Linked DNA regions of Bombyx mori: region 2 is linked to region 1. The links are chromatin contacts, called in public Hi-C maps. All regions are on one chromosome and are shown on one strand. Each heading gives the region's core, a stretch centred on a gene start, on an enhancer-like site or on the middle of the called end of the contact. The rest is flanking DNA. Distances are from core to core; before and after follow the strand shown.

What was found. Hi-C and Micro-C count contacts between places; a contact is called where the count stands out from the background.
Region 2: a contact with region 1 is called in a Hi-C map of whole pupa, with 2.7 times the contacts expected there. The contact joins the promoter of LOC101745946 here to the enhancer-like site in region 1. A contact is called at or near these places in 3 of 7 Hi-C or Micro-C datasets (middle silk gland, posterior silk gland and whole pupa).

The regions. Positions count from the first base shown.
Region 1 is chr28:5,419,055-5,425,748 of ASM3026992v2, reverse strand. It overlaps LOC101745804 (early endosome antigen 1), which reads right to left. Exons shown (of 21, transcript XM_038021134.2): 21 at 4,152-6,694. Among protein-coding and RNA genes, the nearest start is that of Rybp, 40 kb to the left of the region's middle. Within about 2 kb of position 2,503, at least 8 of the 8 cell types and tissues checked have open chromatin away from gene starts, as enhancers often do.
Region 2 is chr28:5,521,915-5,528,608 of ASM3026992v2, reverse strand. LOC101745946 (F-box/LRR-repeat protein 14) reads left to right here and starts at 2,704. Exons shown (of 1, transcript XM_004923386.5): 1 at 2,704-4,386. The coding sequence starts at 2,947. The coding sequence ends at 4,281.

The DNA.
Region 1 (6,694 bases), core at 1,254-3,753:
AGTCGGTTAAAAGAGAGTAATTTTTCTGAATGAAACGTGACTTCTTGTAACAAAGTAATGCCAATTGAACAGCTAAGATTTTCAAATAGAAGCTTTCCCCTACTAGACATTACTGATAATATGTTTTGATATAGAAAATAGCTTACCCATATAAAGTCTACTAAGTTATAGCCTTTTGTTTTTTACCGTCAAATCTTGTGCATTTCTCCCGAAAACACAGGCTATCGGCGCCGTAATTAGGATAATAACGCGGTCCCACTGTTCCACGATGCGATATCGCTTCGGGCTAGTTCGATCCGGCACGATCTGGTGATAGATTCCCGTAAATGTTCAGTCTTTAGACACCATTCGGAATCGAATTCGAAATTTATTATTTTGCTTTGCATAGGTAAACGATTATAAACATTGCAACACTAAGCTGACGTCCATCTTGTGACGTCAGATAGAAGTGTCAACTGTATTGGAAATATTTAAATAAATTCTAAAAAAAATACATATTTAAGCATCGCCTTCCTGTTTCATGTTTAATTATTCTACGTTCTAAATTCAAAATATCCATTTTATATTACACTAGCTTTTGCCCGCGACTCCGTCTGCGTAGAACAGCTACTTTGGCATAACGCAAAATTGTACCCTCCACTTAATTTGCGTAGAAAGTGAAAATATTTTGAAACATTATTTATTAGTGCTCCACTTGTATTGGTCTTACCGTGATGTTGCATAGCCTTCGTCAATAAATGGGCTATCTAACACTGAAAGAGTTTTTCAAATCGGCCCAGTAGTTCCTCAGATTAGCGCGTTCAAACCAACAAACTATTAAGTATATAAATATAATATAGATATTAATAATGTACGTACTTGAATTAAAGGAGTATCAAACGAGAAGCCAGCAATAAAAACATTCAAATTAAATCGAAACAGAATATTATAGTTCTAGATAGTTCTTTGGTAAATTTTTTTTCTCGAATCGCTCCGATCGTTTGTGAATTGTTGTAAATTGCATAATAACAGGTCCAGAACGACTTCGGACATCGGGTTTAGTATAGCTATAATAAATGTTTTGTTAAATTTTAAAACGATTTAAATTATTTTTTTTTTGTAACTTAGTTACCTCATTTTTCGAGACCGCATTTTTGACGATTAGGCCAACGGCTAGGAAAACGATTTCATTCTTTTTTTTTTTTTTCAAAATAATATGACACGGATGCGGATAAATTTTAATGTTTCTTTTTGAAGGTTAAGTAATATTTTTGTAAGCGCTCTTGATAATACCTACCGTCGAAAGCCATGTCTCAAAGTGAACATCTGTATTCACGTTGTAGCTTTAAATTATTGTTTCGAAAAATAGCACACCGTTAATGCGATGCTGAGTTATTAAACATCAGACGTTATGTAATTAAATTAGAGGTTACAATGCCTCAAGGACATACTTTGTTAATTTAATAAAGCAGTTATGATCATCAGCATAAAAATGTAAAATGACTTAACAGATTTAAATATATAAAAAATAGGATATTTATATACACACTAACTGACCGAGAAATGCAAATTTACACTATGTAATTGCTATTTTAACCTTAATCTATATGGCATAAACATCAAAATTATCAAGTCACGAACTTTGACAGCTGATACCAAAAAGAAATAAAAATTATCAACTTTTGCGGTACTAAAATGAATCTTAACCGCTTGAGTTACGGTATACCGTGGTGTCGCTCGATTGTCTCAGCAGTGCAACGCACTGAAGTACCGGGACAATGTAAGTTATACATTTCAAATCATGCATTCTCACTCTTATACCATTGTGTTATGGTGTTTTGAATAGCAAACAATATTTGTCATGGACATTTTCAAGGTTAGAATTTTCATTCTTATTACCATAGCAATAAGAGCTTGTTGAATTGTTTTTTTTTAGAGTATCCCGGAGTCATACTGAGCGGAACACACCTGTTTCCGGCGACGCACTTCCGCGGCAATTGGCGTTTGTCGACAGCTGGACGTGTTGCTATGCAAATGACAAATAAACTTTCACTTTATTACGAAAAAAATATTTTGAATCGAGAACGCAGTATATGAGTCATTTGAACGAATTTTGAACAGTTTTTTGCTTCCTTTATGTACCTATACGGCGTATTGTAAACTCGCACGTGTAGCTATCCTACATATTTTTGGCGCGAACTTGCTTTGAAGGTTTGATGCATTCTTGCTTTGAAGGTTAAGCAAGTCCTTAACTATTGAATGAATTGTGAACGTCATGAATTCTGTGAGGCCCAACAACTTTATGCCAAGAGCTCGTCTTGACGACTATTTAGATTTACCCCATAAAAAATAAAAAAATAACACAATTGTAAAAGTACTGAATGTAACGAAATTTATTTTCATTGACCAATTGGGAATGCTCTGTTTAATCAATTTAAATCTAAAAACATAGACCATAAAAACAGTTAGTCACGGTTTCGTATACAGCGACATCTATAGTTCAGTAGATTTAAATTGCAACAAATACCATCAACTTGATTTTGTGTTTCTCTCATTCGTAGTCGTTCCACTACTGAACAATAGGTGGCGTTGTTTCATTAAAATAGAAAGCTTCCAATATCAAATACCAAGGTAAAGATATTATAATACTCGCACTGGTTAATATCCGTAAGCATTCTACAATTTGGCACCTCTATTATGATAGTAAATAAATATAAAAAATCTGTCTGAAAATGAAACTTTCCCGTGGAGGATTTTCATATAAAAAATGCTGATTGACCACAAAGTACTTACTGTCTAAGTTACTGTCCAAGCTTCAAAAATAGCTTCAGGATACTTCTGGGTCTACGGAGAAATTTCGGTTCCCTTTTTCTAAATGTTTTGTGGGTGTCTGTGGTATTATTTGAGATGATCCTGTCATGTCATTTTTATCTTCGCACTTCTGCAAGCGGAGTAGACTTCATCAATACCAACCTTTCCCAAAGTGGGCGATAACGTCTCCTAGTGGGCGCTGAAGGCCCTAAGGGGGGGGGGGGGCGGTTAGGGGAGCCACAAAAAAATGGGGGCGTTGTGTAGAGGCTAGGGAGGCGATTAGTAATAACATCTAGGAAGACTCATAGACACCGACTGAGCTCTCGCTATAGTGGTTTACGTGTTTATGTTTATATAGTGGTACTAAAAAATGTAGTAAAAGTAGTAGTAGTAAGAAAAAATGGGGGCATTTAAAACAATTTATTCTCAAAGTGGGTGGTAGACAAAATAAGTTTGGGAGCCGCTGATCTATACTATACATAGAACCGCTGCGTTCATCCACAGTGCATTTCCAGAAACCTTTCTTACCACGCATCGTCTGGCTTTTGAATGAACTCCCTCTTACTATTATCTTATCTACGGTGTTTCCCGAGCGCTATAAAATGTTCTTCTTCACACGAAGCTTGTGGAGAGTACTTAACGGTAGGCAGCGGCTTGGCTCTGTCCCTGGCATTGCTGAAGTCCATAGGCGACGGTGACCACTTGACGGATTCACCTAACCAGTAGGTCAGCTCACGGGGCTCTAACCTGGGACGTTGCTAATACTAGCCCTAGCCTGCTTCGTAGAATCTACCACCGGATCGGAAAAGCGACCTACTGAAAAGATCCCGCGAGAAACTCAGTGGGCTGTGTCTGTGGGTTAATTAATGGTGGGTTAATTATTGAGGATATATAATAGCACCGATAGTGAATCGGGAGGATCTGAAATGACGTGTTTGGGGCGACGGCGACTGTTTACCATTCGATCCTCTGGTATGAACTGATGATAAGAATAGTCCTTTTGATCGGCTTCTAACCTAATTTAACCTAGCCTCAAATAATTTGCGTGAAAATTTTAAGTGACGTGTGATAATAACATTGTCTATACAGCGTCGTAGGAGACGCTAAGTTCAATGATGACCGAATTAGGCTGATGCCACAGATTATAGGGGCAACCTCTTTGACAATTCTGACAAGCCTTTAAACCTAACATAACCTAACCTCAAATATTTTACTCCGAATTTTTTTCATTGTTAGTGAGACTTGTAATTATAATATTATTGTCTAAGTAGCGTAGTAGGAGACGCTTAAGCTCAACGATGACGTAATTAGGCTGATGATAATGATGAATCAGTCAAAGAATTAAGAATAAAACATAAAACTCCGTATATGAAGATATTATATTCAAAGAACATGTATTTTTTTTATTCAGCGTCCGTTACATGTGAAACAATACGATCCCACAGCTTACAATACGTAACAAGTATGTAACTAAGTTTATATTTTAATATAATACCATTTTTAATTATTGTTATTTCGACTAAATAAGTATACGGTCTTAACATAGAAAATTCAATCAAAGCATTACTATACATAGGTTTGCTTTGAGGTAATGATAAACTGAACATGCTATTATCAATGTCTATAGGTAGCAGGCCGCCAAAAGTGAGCATTCGTGAACGCTTTGTTATTTAAAAAATATAAATGCAAAGGCATTAAGGCATGCATTGCTGGACAGGGCTACCAATGAATTTAATTTGTACCTATCAGAAAATTTTCTGTGTTAAGAACCTTTCAGTTAACATTTAAACGAATATATTGCTTGTAGCTGCAATAAATACACAAATATTCATATTTGAAACGATGTTACAGATGGTGGAAGGATTCAATGAGATAATGTTGAACACAGATTCAAAAGTTCCGGCATTTTCATTTTTGTATCTAAAGCGTCTTGTAATTTATATACCAGCTGATTTGGAAAGTAAAAAAGAGATTATTTTTAAGCGGCAGATTAGGCTGCATGGTTGCGGAAGGTATAAAATACCTATATTTCCAACACAAGCAAAAGTATTATCAATTTTCATTATTTAGTATTATATTTATATTTTTGTATTATATTTTCAAGCTCAAAATCTTCAAATTTTGTTTTGAACGCGTTTGAAAGTCAAAATCTTTATTTCTTGACACGTTTAATGGGCAGCAAAAAAAAATTTACCAATAAACGTGGCATAAAAGCGTTGTCTCTTTCGTTGACAGCTAGTTTCATGCACGATCGAAAGAGACAAAACACCGTGCAAGTTTTATTGTGGTGTTTTTTAATTCCCTTGGTAATATTCATTCAAATTTGTCATTATTACTTGTCAATCTTGTCATTAATGATTCCAAGAAAGTAGTGAGGTTAATGTATTGTGCTCATATGTGTTCAGATGATTAATCTGAATGATTTTGAAAGTTTCCGATATTGGTATAAACTTGAAAACGTTCATTCATCTAAGGTTATTTGTAAACTAAAATGCCAGAGCGTTTAAATCTAAATTTCTGATTCACTGTCACCCACAATCTGCGATGTTACAATTGTCGAGAGAATACAACATTGTCATAAATAGATTCGTAATTAAACATTAAATTAAAACCTAATTCTTTTTGTGTTATGAGTGAACGAAAAGTATAATTATATTTCATCTTAAATTAAAAGTATACTTTTAGAGACAGATCGGTTTCGGATAACCTATATTTCTCTCTGGCTATGTCTACGGGATTTAGGTTTAATTCAGTTGGTTATACAAATTAGAAGTTTCCCCTATTATTTATACTTTTCTAAAATACAAACAAACTACACACAAGCTGTAGACGATTAACTTAGTTTCGTGTAGTACCTACGAATTTACTTCTAATTCTTTTCCATAATAGAATTTTATTTTGGAAAAGAAAAAAAAAACATTCTCCGGGTTCAAGGTTAGTGCATCGGTCTCAATGTTGGCAGTGATATGACGTAGTTCCTTCAAGATGGCGACGAAGTATTTTTGTAGCTATTTTGTTATTAGTTTAATTAAACCGTAAAAATGTTTTTTTTTTTAATATCGCTCTAATAACAAATGCAGAAATAGAGGTAAAATAGAAAATGTTTCGGATAACTTTTTTGAAATTTTAAGTAGGTATACATGTTTTTTAAAAGATGTTTATAATAAAAAGATTCTGTTACTCAAATCAAAATAGTACGGGCGCATTTAAAACTGAAATATTTTACCCTCGATGTAATTTTTTTTATTTCATATAGCGATTTCAAATTCAATTTATAAATTTATAAAAATCAATATTTCTGTTGTAAACATGTGGTTTTATTTTAAAATTTCTTAATTCACTATGTTGGTGTCTTGAAAACGAGAATCTCTGGTTAAAGTTATATCGTTTATAAAATTTAATAATTTATTTAATAAATTTACAAATTGGATTCACATGATCGCTAAATATATATTTTTTTTATATAAAAGTACAATACTGTTTTGTAAAATGCAAAACGTTATGAAATAAAAAAGTTCAGACTTTCTTTATATACAGTTCTGTGGGTAGGTATTATAGTTTTAAAAAAAAATAGCTGCCATTTTCGGAAGTGACGTCACGTTTTCTCGATACTTTTCTCACATTTCACACACGAACAGCCGAAGGGAGTGAAGTGCTAACCTGCTAAGCAAACTAGGCATGCTCTTTTCAAATTCGAAATCTTATTTGTTAAAATAAGGCAGTGCTTTTGACATTTAAGCGTTAATTTTCACAAAAAATAATCACTCAATAATTTATCCTATGATTCACAATGTGTCTTAAAGGTGTTTACTTGATAAATATATATAGTGCACAATACGTCTAATATTTCAGTAATAATGAGTTTAGAACAATAGGTTTTGTTAAACAAAAGAAACAAATATTA
Region 2 (6,694 bases), core at 1,455-3,954, 100 kb before region 1:
TGAGTATGAGACAATTTATTATAGGTAATCAAATACAGTATGATATAATATGTCATTAATGATATTAGAATGCTGCTGGTTTTTTGGTTACGATTTCGATAACGGTTTCTTTCGGGATTTCTGTTGAGCAAAATCTTCTATTACAGGCATAGTATATGCCTTGTAAATACCTTCTGAATACTGATTTGTGAAAAAAGTGTAATGTGCCCGACAAAAATGTTTTGAGAATAAACGTGTGAGAGAAATTGTCGGTCTTTCGGGGCCCCTTGAGAATGGGGGCCCTGGGCACGGGCCCCGTGTGCCCTTATGGTAAAGACGGTATTGAAGGTAGGTCCTACTCTTTTGAGGGGTATCTAAATAATCGGCGATTTAGGTAGCACGCCGCGAGCTGCCTTACCGTGAGACGACTGACCCCCATTTCGTTTTATCTTTTTGTTTTTTTCCTACCTAAGCTGATGGTCTTGAGAGACCATATCAGCGTCACCGGGCGAGAAGCAAATAAATGTGGTTTGAAAACTATAAAGACACGCTTAAATGATAAGCCCAAGATATATTATTGTGCTAGATAAAACCCGCGACTTACGAAATTCATTCAGAAGCCGGTCGTGGTCCTCTAGAAACGAACTGTGGGAGAACAAGGTTTCAGGTTCACGCCTTCAGCTCTAACACTAGGAGCAGGGACCCCGGTAACCGCACTCGTCGAACTCGACAAAGAGGTCGACGTGCAACCTAACCTAACCATCTGCCCGCTGAGTTTCCCGCCGGATCTTCTCAGCGGGTCGCGATTCCGATCCCGTAGTAGATTCATTCGCGAAGCAGCTGCTCTTGAGTTGTTAGGTCGCGCTCGGGCAGCAGTTAACATAACAATGCTCCAAAGGCGATCCAAATTAGACTTCATGCTTTGTTAATGACAGCAAAATAAAATGACCACATCCAGTCTTTCTTTCTTTAGATCTCATTAGATTTACACTCATCAATATATACAAAACAAATAAAAAGAAAATCGGTTTATAAACATAGAAAAAAAATGTATTCAACTGTTTTAACTATGCGTATCTAAACAAAGGCATCCGATCCGATCTAGCCTCTTACAAATATTTTATTACGTCTATATAGCTAAGTATATCGCCTACTCTTCAGTCAAGGAAAATGCAGACGCAACAAAAAACAAATTAAAATTTTAAAACAGTATGGCGTCACTGACTCATAGATACATTTCAAATTTTTAAAATAAAATTATAAAATCTCATTTTGATAACTACTATTGCAAAGTTCTAAAAATTCCGAACAAAATTCAAGTTTTCTTTTTCTTTTTTATGTGCCGTTAATTTCAAAACGTCCGTTGTCCCTCGACCAGACCGCGTTTCATTCTGGAACACGTTTGAATTCGAAATTAATATTTGGAACGCTTGCAACCGGTCGCCCTTGTAATAGTTGGCTGGTGTTATCAAAAAACTAATTTATCTTGGCCCCTGTCACGGCCTCCCGTTGCTGTATGCCGTTGTAATAAAGCGCTTTTGAATAGTTGACATGAGTCTTTCTTATCTGGACAAAAGTCGTCGGCAAGTGCAGCGAGAACGAAAATATACGGCGCGCCGACTTGTTTTGCCGCCTTATCACTCGTAACAAAGAGTATGGATGTAAACGTTATTTCTAGACATTGCCTAACAAAATTTGACTCCTAAAGACATCTTTTTTTTATCATTACTAATCTCTTGTTAAAGATTGGTTGAAGTAAGTTTTTGCTTTTAAAAATAAATATTAAAGAATCATAGTTAATTTTAGAGCGTGTATAATGTATTCACTCATAATCATTGTGTTTCGCTATCATGGTTCCTTTCTTATGCAAAGACGCAAGTTCGAGACTGTTGTATTGCCGTACTGGATGGCAACCTAGATACGTTATGAAGATTATGGTTCACCTTCCGATGTAAGCTGAAGAATAATTCATCAATGTATTTACCTTGGTCAAATAAATAAAAAATCAGGTCTATATGGTTTCGTCGGCTAGTATCCGTAGTGGATGATACTAATAAATACGTTACTTTCAAAAAGGCGTTTGTAAGTAAGTTAGTAAAAATGATGACAGTGACCTCGTAGTAACATAATCAGAATCGCCAATCACCATTAGATTAGAGCTATTAATCTTAATTTAAGTTATTATTCACACGACATTCGACTGAAACTGACAACTAGCTCATGTGGCGGGTGGAAACATTCTCAGTTGTGATTAGTATATTTAAGGCCATCAGAACTTCAATGCACGAATTAGTATTGGGATTACTTCAACATATTAAACAGACTTATTATTGCATCAAGTAATCCTTTGTGACGTCAGTCAATACTTTTTAAAGATAGATAAAGATAATATTACAAGTATGTATCTATTAAATATAGCTTATAAGCATGTATAACTGATTTGTTCATACAAATTTAATTAATTAATTAAATTTACTTTATTCAGTAAGTTTTTCTCATTTTTTTTACTTTTACTTTTTATTTTTAAGTTAAGTTCGAGAAACGCTTTTATATTTATTTCTACATTATTAATCATGTTCAAGATTGCAAAGGAAAAGTTGTGCTGTTTGGAAGTATGAAATATAAGGATGAACAGTCTGTTGGTGCACTTAATCTATGAGGTGCGGGTAGCGGGGTTCGCGCGGGACGAAGGCGGGTTCTCGGCCCGCCAACTTAAAAATGCCGCCGCAGAGCCTCCGAATCGATACGACGCGCGTCACGTGCCGTCAACCGCGACCAATAGTCGCGCGCGGGCGGCAGCGGGGCCAGCGCGGGGACTGCAGGGGGCGGCCGCTCTCCACCAACCCACAGTACACGAGGAGCAGTCGCGCGGGGTAGACGTGCGTCGCGCGCTCTCCCATCCACACGAGTTTCTCCGAAAACCGGTCCGATGCATCGTGACATGTTAAAGTGTGCAGTGTCGCCACAATGAGTGCGTGGACTGAGGAAATGTTGTCCTGGCGGGACGAACGGCTTGGCCTTACCGAGTTACCGAGCACGACGACGAGGAGAAAACATCGTAGCGCGCCTTACAGACTACACCGGCCGCATTTGCCTTCCGCTCACGTGTCCGAGCCCCCGACTGAGCCTCAGGGAACTCACATCTCGAGGCTGTATCCAGAGTTGTTGGCGCTTATATTTGAAAGACTACCGGTGCGAGACAGGGGCCGAGCTGCACAAGTTTGTCGCGCGTGGAGGGACGCAGCTGATCGAAGATCTGTTTGGCGTGGCGTAGAAGCCGCTCTGCATCTACGGAGACCTGCTCCTGTACTGTTTGCATCCTTAGCTAGACGTGGAGTAAGAAAATTACAAGTATTGTCACTTAGAAGAGGCTTAAGAGACGCAGTCGCATCTTTACCTGGGCTAGAATCGTTGTCTTTGAGTGGATGTTACAGCGTCACTGACGCAGCACTAGCCAGCGCGTTTGCTGCCGAACTGCCGGCATTGAAAAGACTTGATTTATCACTTTGCAAACAGGTAACGGACTCTTCGCTCGGAAGGATCGCTCAATCGTTAAAGAACTTGGAAGAACTAGAGCTAGGCGGTTGCTGCAACATTACGGATACAGGTCTGCTGTTAATAGCATGGGGACTTAGGAATCTCCGTCGATTAAACCTGCGGTCGTGTTGGCACGTTAACGATGCCGGAATCGCCCACCTGTGCGGCGGAGGGGAAGCCAGGGGAACTCCAGAACTCGAGCATTTGGGCTTGCAAGATTGCCAAAGGTTAACAGATGAAGCATTGAGACACGCCGCCACAGGTCTTCCTAAACTTAAATCCATAAATCTGTCTTTCTGCGTAGCCGTTACCGATGCGGGCTTGAGGCATTTAGCGAGACTGCCGCATTTAGAAGACGTTAATTTAAGGGCTTGCGACGGAGTGTCCGACGCTGGTGTCGCCCATCTGGCCGAGAGCGGAAGATTGAGGGCTCTCGACGTTTCGTTCTGTGATAAAGTTGGAGATGAAGCGCTATCGCATGCGACGCTGGGCTTGTCCGGGCTGCGTTCGTTATCTCTAAGCGCTTGTCGGCTAACGGACGAAGGCTTGGAGAGGGTCGGCCGGTTATCGCAGCTAGAAACTCTCAATATAGGACAATGCACGAAGGTCACAGACAGAGGCCTCCGGGCGCTCGGCGAGGGTCTGCGGAACTTGAAGGCGATAGATTTGTACGGTTGCACGGGCATAACTCCGCAAGGCTTGGACCATATCGTGAAGTTGCCTCGGCTCAGTGTACTTAACCTCGGTCTGTGGCATGTGCGGTGACCACACACGCGCTAGTTGTTGTGTATGTGTGCGTGCGACGGCCATGTTGAAGCGAACAAGCGCCAAGGTTGTATACTATTGACAATGAATAAAGGAATTAACCAATTTTATGATATTAATGTCGAATAATTATTTTAGGAAACGGGGTTACTTTCTTTAGTGTTTTTTTTTGTGGCATGCCTGTGTTGACGCTTAACTATTATTACTCGATTGGTGCTTCTATTTTACAATTTACGTTCCGCTAAGAAAGTTACCCCGACGCCTAGTCCCAATATTGAAACGGATCTTTTCGAACGATGCGCTTATAAAATTTGGTTTTTTGTTTACGATCGGATGTTGTTTGTTCTTTTTGTTGTGTAATGTTTGACGCGTCATTATTAACTTTTTGTTTTAAGTTTGAAAAGATCAGTCCCTCAATAATTCTGCTCCATTAGCTAGGTAGATATTTGGCCATTCTTCAAATTAATTATGCGCCTACGATCCGACCTAAGAGCGTTAGTGAAATTTCATGCCTTGTTTATTATAAGTTTAAGATTTATAGATTTTTACAATGAGCATATACGTTGGGAGACGCGAAATATCTAAACGAGAATCAAAAGTAAGATTTACGGTTGATTTTAAACGGTTTTGTTTTTTTGAGAACTCTTATGATGACTCATACTTATGCAATATCCGTATTAGGTAATCGGTATATAAAAACCAGAGCACTTTTATGAAGAACGATGAATTTTACAACGCTTCCATTATTAAATTATTAAACGAAATATAAAAACTATCTAAAATCATTTACTTTGTTCATTTAAAATTATTATTCACTGAACTAACTAAAAAAAAAAAAAAACAGGTTGTAATCATAGTAACAGTACTCTTTGCTTAAAAACGAGTGATTATATTTTGGCGTCAATATTTAATGCGATTTTACTTTGTCTCCTTCGTTTTGATAACAGGTATTTTATATAACAAAAAAAAACCTGTAAATAAATCGTGAATTTCCGACAGAATTATTTATAAATAGTCGTTGACGCAACATTGAATAAGAACGAGTTATTACAATGTTCGACCAAAAACACTTCAATATTCAAATTATTATCAAAATGTCGCCTTATAACAAGCAGGTAATATATACAAGTAACCTTTCTATAACACGGTAGATATATTTATACAAAGTTCCGCGTTGTGAAAAATCGTGTTATATAAGACTAAAAAGAATAGTAATTTGTCTGAATGAATCATCTCAACTATGCCCGTATGTATTTATTTACCTATTAAAAATAAGCGGTAAAATTTCGGTTATTCCCTTAAATGTTGGGTTCATAAAGCATAATGTATTTTTTTAAAGAATTTTTAAACAAAAATCTCGTGTTGTAGAAATACTGTGTTATAAGAAGATTTTGGGGAATTTTTTCCTTCCGTGTTAAAATGGAACCGCGTTGTAAAATATCGTGTTATAACAGAGCTACCTGTTAAATGCATTGTCATTATTGCTCTAGATTGGAGAACAATTTTTATTCACAAAGTAATCGATTTGTTGTTTCTTAACGATAAGTAAGATATATTTTTATTCAATATGTGCTTAAATGTTTTCGTCTCCCAAACCTCGGAGGATCTCTTTAATTACGTAATAATTTTTTTTGATATTATAATTAGTATTTTTTTTTCTTTGTTATTTTTGTACGTGTCCGCTCTGAGGTTAAATCGGAGGCCTCGAGAAAAGTGGATGTTGTTTTGTATAAAACAAAAAAAAAAAAGTGTAATATACGAAGATGTATTAAAAGTCATCATTTAAGTTACGAAATTATTCTGGAAAGTTTTATTTCATTACCTTTTCCAGTAGACTGTAGAGCGATTCTTTATATAACATTTGAATTCAGCAAACCATTGAATTCAAGAAGGCTAGTCAATTTAATTCAGTTATAATTTTTTTAAAAGTGTTTTGACGACACTAAAGCCGTTACAATCTGAAACTCAAATATCACTCACTTACTACTCACGTATTGCCTAAAAGCTTAATACTAGTGTCACTGATATAATACCGACTTTATCTTATCATTAGACACTGCGAGCTTTTAGCGTCTTTGTCATTACCATGTTATCTACTAGTCAAAGACAGATTTTTGTTACAACGTTCGGACTTAGGGTCAAGAGACTTCTAGGCCGGATTGCCTAAGAAGTCCATTGTTTTTGTTAGGCTAACTTACTCATAAACTATGTGATGCATATACTACTTACATAATCTTAAGGCACGCTGTCACCGACTTAAATGCCCTATGGACGATTCTAGTCAATTGTATCTATCTATATATATAAAAATGAATTGCTGTTCGTTAGTCTCGCTAAAACTCGAGAACGGATGTACCGATTTGGCTAATTTTGGTCTTGAATTATTTGTGGAAGTCCAGAGAAGGTTTAAAAG